2 separate regions of the Mus musculus genome follow, and region 2 is linked to region 1. Evidence: chromatin contacts called from public promoter capture Hi-C data. All regions are on one chromosome and are shown on one strand. Each heading gives the region's core, a stretch centred on a gene start, on an enhancer-like site or on the middle of the called end of the contact. The rest is flanking DNA. Distances are from core to core; before and after follow the strand shown.

Evidence for each region. Promoter capture Hi-C pulls out the DNA fragments that hold promoters and counts their contacts.
Region 2: a promoter capture Hi-C map of pre-B cells shows a contact between it and region 1. The contact joins the enhancer-like site here to the promoter of Sfxn4 in region 1. A contact is called at or near these places in 14 of 39 promoter capture datasets (the 3T3-L1 cell line, the C10 cell line, the HPC-7 cell line and 8 more), 15 of 484 Hi-C or Micro-C datasets (B cells, the Ba/F3 cell line, CD4 T cells and 9 more), 10 of 115 datasets of contacts at active chromatin or transcription factors (acute myeloid leukemia, astrocytes, bone marrow-derived macrophages and 4 more) and 4 of 9 other capture datasets (adipose tissue, liver, macrophages and 1 more).

The regions. Positions count from the first base shown.
Region 1 is chr19:60,859,838-60,864,179 of GRCm38.p6, forward strand. Sfxn4 (sideroflexin 4) reads right to left here and starts at 1,591. Exons shown (of 14, transcript NM_053198.4): 1 at 1,462-1,591; 2 at 192-257. The coding sequence starts at 1,500. It overlaps Prdx3 (peroxiredoxin 3), which reads right to left. Exons shown (of 7, transcript NM_007452.2): 7 at 4,229-4,342.
Region 2 is chr19:61,242,249-61,246,412 of GRCm38.p6, forward strand. No RefSeq gene overlaps it. Among named protein-coding and RNA genes, the nearest start is that of Csf2ra, 16 kb to the left of the region's middle. Within about 2 kb of position 2,678, at least 87 of the 459 cell types and tissues checked have an H3K27ac peak or open chromatin away from gene starts, as enhancers often do. A contact at or near this core is called in B cells, the Ba/F3 cell line, the HPC-7 cell line and 9 more, where this site is marked.

The DNA of each region.
Region 1 (4,342 bases), core at 341-2,840:
ACTTATGTTTGACTTATCATTCTTCCAACCCAAAAACCTCACTCAAAAAATACAAAATATAATATTCTACACACGCGCGCGCACACACACACACACACACACACACACACACACACATGGACTGGGCTATTATTTCAAATTTCAAAATAAAGCACGAAATTCATTACTTCTTAAAACAAAACCATACTTACAATTGAAATAAACATGTTTACAGGATCTAATAAATCCATCCACTGACAAAATCTTCGAAAAAAGGCCTAAAGATGGTGAGAAAGAGACACACCAGAGAGAAGTTAAAAGAAATAAGGCTTAACAAGGTAGTCACAGTTCACTTTGGTGGGGGCATACTTACTAAAGAACTGTAAGTAATCTGACTTTTACAAAATGTATCTCCTCTAACCACTTGGGATAGAGTTTCATTTCAGAATTAAAAGCTAGAATTTGGGATTCATATTTTCTCTTTATATCCCCATATGACCTCAAGGTAATGACCTAGAAACACCTGACTGTTGTCTGGCTTTCTCTGCTACTATAAGGCTTAACTATAGCAGTAAGGCAGGCAGCCCAACAAGGGCTTTGCTAGGGTTACAGATCAGCTCACATGTGAAAGAGGTGTGTTTTGCTCCAACAAGCTGTCCATTTTCGAAACAGCTCCAGCCTTAAGTTCTGGATTTCCATGAACAGGGGTGGGCTAAGCTTAGTTTAAGGTCAAGGCCTCTAACAGTATTTAGAGCCTTGAGGCTCCATGAGGATATGCAAGAAGTGAAATTGGGCCAGACTGCCTGCACAGGTTACACACTGGACTTCGAAGTCTTTGTACCAAAAAAAAAAAAAGGTAGAATCGTAGAATCTATTTTTTATTACATGTTGAAATGTTATTTGGCATTGCTTGGACTAATTATGTTATTAAGATTGATAGTTGTGCCGGGCAGTGGTGTTGCACACCTTTAATCCCAGCACTTGTGAGGCAGAGGCCAGCCTGGTCTACAGAGTGAGTTCCAGGACAGCCATGGCTATACAGAGAAACCCTGTCTCGAAAAAAACAAAACAAAAACAACAAAAAAGATTGATAGTTGCTTCTTTTAAAACTTTTTAATATGATTACTAGAAGCACTACCCAACAGTGACTTCCCAGTCTCTAACCTGCTTAAAGCAGGGTGTATGTGTGGTCTTAATCCAAATGGCTGATTTAAGCAAACCTAGGAACCCGGGCAAGGGCAGTCCCACTGAGGACTGGAACTCCTTAGTGAGGCCCTACATCGGATGAGAGTGACTTTGTGGCCTTCTACAACCCAGCCTAGGACCTAAGTAAGAGATGCAAGAGCGGAGACCACTGAAGGGGTTGTTTTTCCCTCCGCACTACAGGATCTCTGAGAGGAAAGTCATGATGACGCAGGGCAGCCTGTCAAGGTCTTGCTGGTCAGGCCAGCCTCCCGCCCCCAACACCCAGCCCCGGAGTACTTGGCGTTCGGAAATCCAGAACTGCAGGTTGGGTTCCATTTGGACAGCGGCGCCACTACGCCCTTGGCAACGCCAGCAAGCGCCTCCTCCTCTTCTCTGAACAAACCCGAGTGTGATGCAGGCCCCGTTTGCTTTGCAGCGCAAGGGGTGGAGCCTATCAGCGTGTCCCGCCCCAGAACCCGAACGCTCCCCTGCTATAGGCCAAGTTCTTCTACTTCCTTTCCTCAAGTTAGAAGAATCCGAAGGGTCCGGGTACAGAGGCGTTCACTCCCACTTCCAGTCTCCACTTGGGGCGGAGACCCTGTAAGAAAGAAGACAGTGTAACTGATGCAAGAGATTTTCTACCGTCACGCCTGCGCTTATCAGGCGCACATTACCCCTGAAAACTGTTGTATACAAAGTCAAATGTACACGAGTTGGGTCAAGCCAGAGCCAGTTACATAATTTTCATGGTGCAGTGAAAAATAAAATTATCATGCCATTTATTAAAAAGTATTGAGATTTCCAAAAGTGTATATTATTGAAGCAAGTGTGGAAAAGTTGGATCTGAGTAGAGTGTACCAAACTCTCAGCCAGACCGGTTAGGTTTTAACCGGTTTCTTTCTAGCATTGGGTCTGTGATGAAAACTGAAAGGAGTTCAGAAACTGATTTTGTTGACAAAAATTTCAGTACTGTGGAGAGACTAGAAAGTTATGGCCTAGAGGCGAATTACCTTGACTAAGTTCTGGCCCTCCAGAGCAGCCATTCCTTGTCCACCTCTGTGTCAGAACTAACTTCTCATGACAACAGATAAAACCTTTTAGAATTTATTGATGATTTGGCAGACAACTAGCTTCTACCAAATCAAAAGTTAAGGATGGCATCAAATAGCATCTTGACCTTATGTGAAAGCTTCCTGCATAATGATGTACCTCTGCCTCTCTGATGTACCCACCAATGTATTTTAAAGCTTTCCTTGATTTGTGACTTTCTCCGTACTGTAAAACTATAACAAACTTTGTGAAATGGCTTTCACACGGGAATGTAAGATTTGGAGTAACCTAAACCTGTGTTCCCAGGCTCTGATGACTTAAAATAGCTCCAGAATAAACTCTTATTATCTTATTTTTTTTAAGATAAGAGAGGTTTTTTGTTTTTTGGTTTTTGGTTTTTTGTTTTTTTGTTGTTGTTTTTGTTTTTGCATCAACGGGTCAAATCCACTTTGGTTAAAAGCCAAATCAACTAGAGTCAAATAGGGCTTTCCTACCTTCTCTCAGTGTCAGGATAGATGGGACTTGAATGTGTGCCTAGAGTATGTGTGGTGTTCAGCAGGACTCCAGAGTGCAGAACTGGAGCCCCTGCACAACACTTATAGTTAAATGATTCTGGTCATGTCAGTATCTCCATCTAGAAAAAGGGCTAGTAATTGTACTAATCTTAGGGGCTTGCTGAAGATTGAAGGAAATGACTGAGCCAGGCTGAACCCATTGGAGGTGGCCAGTAGTAGCCATGACCACCACCTAGAGGTTATCAGTCCTTGCCTTTCTCGCCCAGGAATTCAGATCTGCCAGTTTATCTGGCTCTTCTCTTCAGTCACTTAGTTGACCTGACTCACTTTGCTATAGCCTTCAACAGTTCTCTCCACAGATAGGTAAAAGGGCCCCTCCTCAGTATTCCCATTATGCCAAGATATGCACTTGTGGTATCATTATGGTCTTTAGCACACTGCACTGTCTGATTGGCTCTACCCTTCAGTGAGTCACAGATCCAGTCCATCTGGCTCTCTGTGCTTTACCACTTTGGAAGTCCTACAGTCAAAAGAACCAGAATGATCTTAAGGGTAAGTTACTGTCACTCTTTTTTCTTTTTGAGGGAATATAGAAGGTAGTTGAGGCAAGGTCTCATCTCATACTGTAGCCCAGACTGGGTTTGATCTTCCTGGATACATACATGCATGAGCTGCAATGTCCATCAAAGATATTCCCCATCACATTTAGAATTCACTCCTTAGCTTGCCTGAGAGACTTTGGGTCCCTAACTGCCATTTTCCTTTATGCTCTAGTGGCATGACCTCCTTCATGTTTCCTGCCTAGAAGCCCCTTACTTCCTGCGATGGCTTGAATGAGAATAATCCCATATACTCATATATTTGAATGCATGGTCCTAAGTTGGTGTAACTGTTTGGAAGGATCGGGAGGTGTGGCCTTATCAGAAGCCCCAGGGATGGGATTGGAATTTTCTAAAACCCACACCATTCCCACTTGGGTGTCTTATCTCATGCCTGTGGATCAGATATAAGATCTCAGCTCTGTTCCAGTGTCATTCTTGCCAGCTGCCATGCAGGTCATGAACTAATCTGGAACCATGAGCCTCAACTTTCTTCTAGCCTTGGATGCTGGTGATACACAATAGATAGAATTACCCTCATTTTACATATAGACCCAGAAAATAGACCCAGTCTCTTTTCCCTCAGGACTTCCCTGAAAAACCTACTCAGAACACTGCTCCAACCCGGCAAGTATCTGATTTCTGTTTATTGGGCTTTTCTTCTAGAATCAAGTGCATAAACACAAAGGTTTATTTTTCTTCACTCCAATGCCTCCAAAGTCCAACCTGGCATATGTTTTTCATGGCTACCAAAATAATGAATGAAAGTAGGTATCAGTCTTGCCTACTAAGTTTCAGTTTCCTGAGAGTGGAGCCAGCCCTGTGTCAAATGCCCAATAAATATTTGTTGAGCTAACTTATCAAAGGAGAAACGGTGCCCCAGAATAAGTCAAAAACGCAAATATTTTAATGTTTATTTTTATTCTATATATCCAGCTCTTGAAGAAAATGACTTATGGATTAGACATAGTCCTTCATGATTATACCTCTTCAATACCTCAGAACACACAAGGA
Region 2 (4,164 bases), core at 1,428-3,927, 380 kb after region 1:
AGATATAAGATACAATTTCCTAAACACATGAAACTCAAGAAAAATGAAGACTGAAGTGTGGACACTATGCCCCTCCTTAGAAGTGGGAATAAAACACCCTTGGAAGGAGTTACAGAGACAAAGTTTGGAGCTGAGATGAAAGGATGGACCAACGTTGAGACTGCCATATCCAGGGATCCACCCCATAATCAGCATCCAAACGCTGACACCATTGCATACACTAGCAAGATTTTATCGAAAGGACCCAGATGTAGCTGTCTCTTGTGAGACTATGCCGGGGCCTAGCAAACACAGAAGTGGATGCTCACAGTCAGCTAATGGATGGATCACAGGGCTCCCAATGGAGGAGCTAGAGAAAGTACCCAAGGAGCTAAAGGGATCTGCAACCCTATAGGTGGAACAACATTATGAACTAACCAGTACCCTGGAGCTCTTGACTCTAGCTGCATATGTATCAAAAGATGGCCTAGTCGGCCATCACTGGAAAGAGAGGCCCATTGGACACGCAAACTTTATATGCCCCAGTACAGGGGAACGCCAGGGCCAAAAAGGGGGAGTGGGTGGGTAGGGGAGTGGGGGTGGGTGGCTATGGGGGACTTTTGGTATAGCATTGGAAATGTAAATGAGCTAAATACCTAATAAAAATGGAAAAGAAAAAAAAAGATAGTGTTAAGTGTTTGCTGTTTCAAGGGGAGGCCCCAAGGCCTGACGCTATTACTGAGGCTATGGAATGCTCACAAAAAGGGACCTATCATGACTGCCCTCCGAAAGGCCCAACAAGCAGCTGAGAGAGTCAGATGCATATATTTGCACCCAACCAACGGACAGACCCCTGTTGTTGAATTAGGGAAGGCTGAAAGAAGCTGAGGAGAAGGATGATCCTGTAGGAGGACCAGCAGTCTTAATTAACCTGGACCCCTGAGATCTCTCAAACATTGGGCCATGAAACAGACAGCATACACCAGCTGATATGAGGCCCCGAACACACATACAGTAGAGGACTTCCAGGTCTGTGTTCATTCAGAGATGATGCATCTAACCCTCAAGAGAATGGAGGCCCTACGGAGTTTAGAGGTCTGGTGGGGTGGGGGCATCCACGTGGAGACAGGGTGGGGTGGAGAGGAGGTATGGGATGTGGAGCAGTTGGAGGGTGGATGGTGGGGGGGGGGGCAGGAATGGAATCTGGACTGTAAAAAATGAATTACAAATAAAAATAAAATTTAAAGGAAAGGAAAGAAAAGAAAAGAGTCTAATGCTGTCCATTTCCTGGACATAGTGTCATAAAGGATGACTTCATGGAAACTTCCTCCACTATGGTAGATGTGGTAGTGTCAGGGCCCCAACAGAGTTTTAGTATGTCTGTATGCCCTGTGCTCTATTTGCAGATGGGTACTTAGATAGCTCTGCTTATTCTCTGATGTTCACAGTAAAACTAAAATAGACTAACTCCCACTTTTACAAATAGACATATTCTCCCATCTAAGTATCTGTTTCAGCTTGAAACTCATGCTGTATCCATCCCTGGAAGGATAGCAGATAGTAGCCCATGCTGATAATCCAAGATATGATCTCCATTTCAACATCAACTAATTAACAACAACAACAACAAAATATCAATCTCAAGCTGTATTTCCCCCTTCTATATCTATCAGTTCACTTTCTGATTTTATAATTTAATACTTGATTCTGTGTCAGTACAAATAAAACCTGATTAACTTAGTTATTAATTTTGGACGAGATAAGTTTAGCCGCAAGCAACATGCTTATTCACTGGTGAAGATGATGTTTGCTGTGTCACAGAATGTTAGAGGTGCTGAAAGGTACAGAAAGGGAAAACTGCACTGTGGTCAATGAGTTTGGTACCAACATACTCCAGTCAGAATGCATCTGGATCCCAGGGAGCTACATTAGTAACTTAGGAAGGTGATATTAGTTTATATGTGATATCCTTGCTTTAGGGGTGGCTTTCAATTTCCATCCTTTATACACAGCCACTAAGGAAATTCAGAGTTCAGCACACAAATAGTAAGTCAAGCCTTTATATAGAACCATTTATGGGTAGTTGTGAACAATCATCTATTCATGCTAGGCATGAAGCTGATGACAGAGCAAAGTAAGAATAACACCAACAATCAAATAGGTGAAGCATGGAGTTTTGTGGCATTATTTAGAGAAATGGGGATTAGCAGTTGTTTTCAGGAACAAAAAACACCTAATGAGAGCTGCCTCAACACATTCAAACTCAGAATAGTTGACAGCTCACAAAAACTGGAAACCTGGTGTACACTGAGAAACCTGTATGTAGTTCAAGAGGTCGAAGAGCCAACTTTCCAGAGAGCACAGCTGCCAGGGGACAGCAATAGGAACACGTTAGGACAAAAGTCTTAGAAGTTAATGTCAGAAGTAAGAGTGGGGAAATAAGACCTACAGAGAACCATACTTTTCCTGGATTGACTAAAAAGTGAACAGGACCATTACAAGACAGAAGGTCCCCCGAGAAGGAGGTTGGAGAAATGTTCCCAAGACATATTTGCTGCATTGAAGGAAGCTTAGGCCTCTCCCAATGTGTTTCATTCATTGCTTGCTATTTCATTTTCTTACTTCCTCATTGCTAGAAGAGTCAGCCCCTCCCACTTAACTGTCTGCATCTAAAACTCACCACTTCTTCTTTCTCAACGTTTCTATTCTGAACAAAGTTCCTCATCTGACACTGCAGATTCTATCTCAATGTTCCAGGCACTCATGCTCCCTGGAGGAATGTCATTGGCCTCCATTTAAAATGGGAGGGTAACACTTAATACTGTTCAACCTCAAACAGGCCATAATCTCCTCACTCTATCCCTTGAAGTAGGATGATATTAGTGTCCTTTGTTTCAGGATGGCATGGGAATCTGACACTCTGGTGAATGGAGTACTTTTTAAATTCACTTTACATCCCAACTTGCTCTCCCCTCCCCTGAGCCCTCTCACACAGTCCTCCCCCTTATCTCCACTTCTCCATTGATAAGATGGCGGCCCCCTGACCCTGGCACATCAACTCAATGCAGTTCGGGAAGCGTAGTCCCCAGACATGCAAAAGGGTTAGAGATAATCTCTGTTCCAGTTGTTGGGAAGTGCACATGCCAAGTTGCACATCTGCTACATATGTGCAGGAGGCCTAAGTCTAGTCTGTGAGTGCTCTTTGGTTGATGGTTCCATCTCTGACAGTCCCCAAGAGTCCAAGTTAGTTGACACTGCTGGTCTGTCTGTGGACTTTCTATCTCTATCAAGGCCCTCAATTTTTCTCCCAACTCTTCCACAATAGTCCTGAAGCTCCATCCAATGTTTAGCTGTGAGTCTCTGCATCAGTTTTTGTCAGCTGCTAGATGGAGCCTCTTGAAGTACAGTTATGTTAGACTCCTGTCTGCAGGTATAATGAAGCATCATTAGTAGTGTCAGGGATTGGGCTGGAGAGATGACTGAGCAGTTAAGAGCACTGACTGCTCTTCCAAATATCCTGAGTTCAAATCCCAGCAACCACATGATGGCTCACAACCAACCATAATGAGATCTGGCACCCTCTTTTGGTGTGTATTAAGACAGATACAGTGTAATTAGATTCAATAAATAAATCTTTGGGCTGGAGCGAGCAGGGCTGGAGTGAGCAGAGCCAGAGTTCAATTCCCATCAACCACATGATGGTTCACAACCATCTGTACATCTACAGTGTGCTCATATGCAATCAATAAATCAATAAATAAATCTTTTAAAAATAGTGTCAGGAATTGGTGTTTGCCCATAAGATGGGTCTCAAGTTGGGCTGGTTATTGGATGGCCATTCCCTCAGTTTCTGGTCCATTGCCCATGCATGTATTTCTTGTGGACAAAGTAAATTTTGTGTGCAAAGTTTTGAGGGTGTGTTGATGTCCCTATCACTCCAATGGGGTTTCTTTCCAGCTATAGGAGGTGGCCTCTGCAGTTCCATATTCCCAAAGCTATAAGTCACAGTGAAGTTCACCACAATTTATTTCTGGGAGCCTCACCCCTTCATGATCTCTGGCAAGATTTAAGATGCCCCTTACTCCATTATCCCCACAAGCTGAAGATTTTCATTCATTCTCCTGGCCCTCTGCTCCTCTGTACTATCTCTCCCACATCTGATCATGAACCCCCTATTTCCCACCC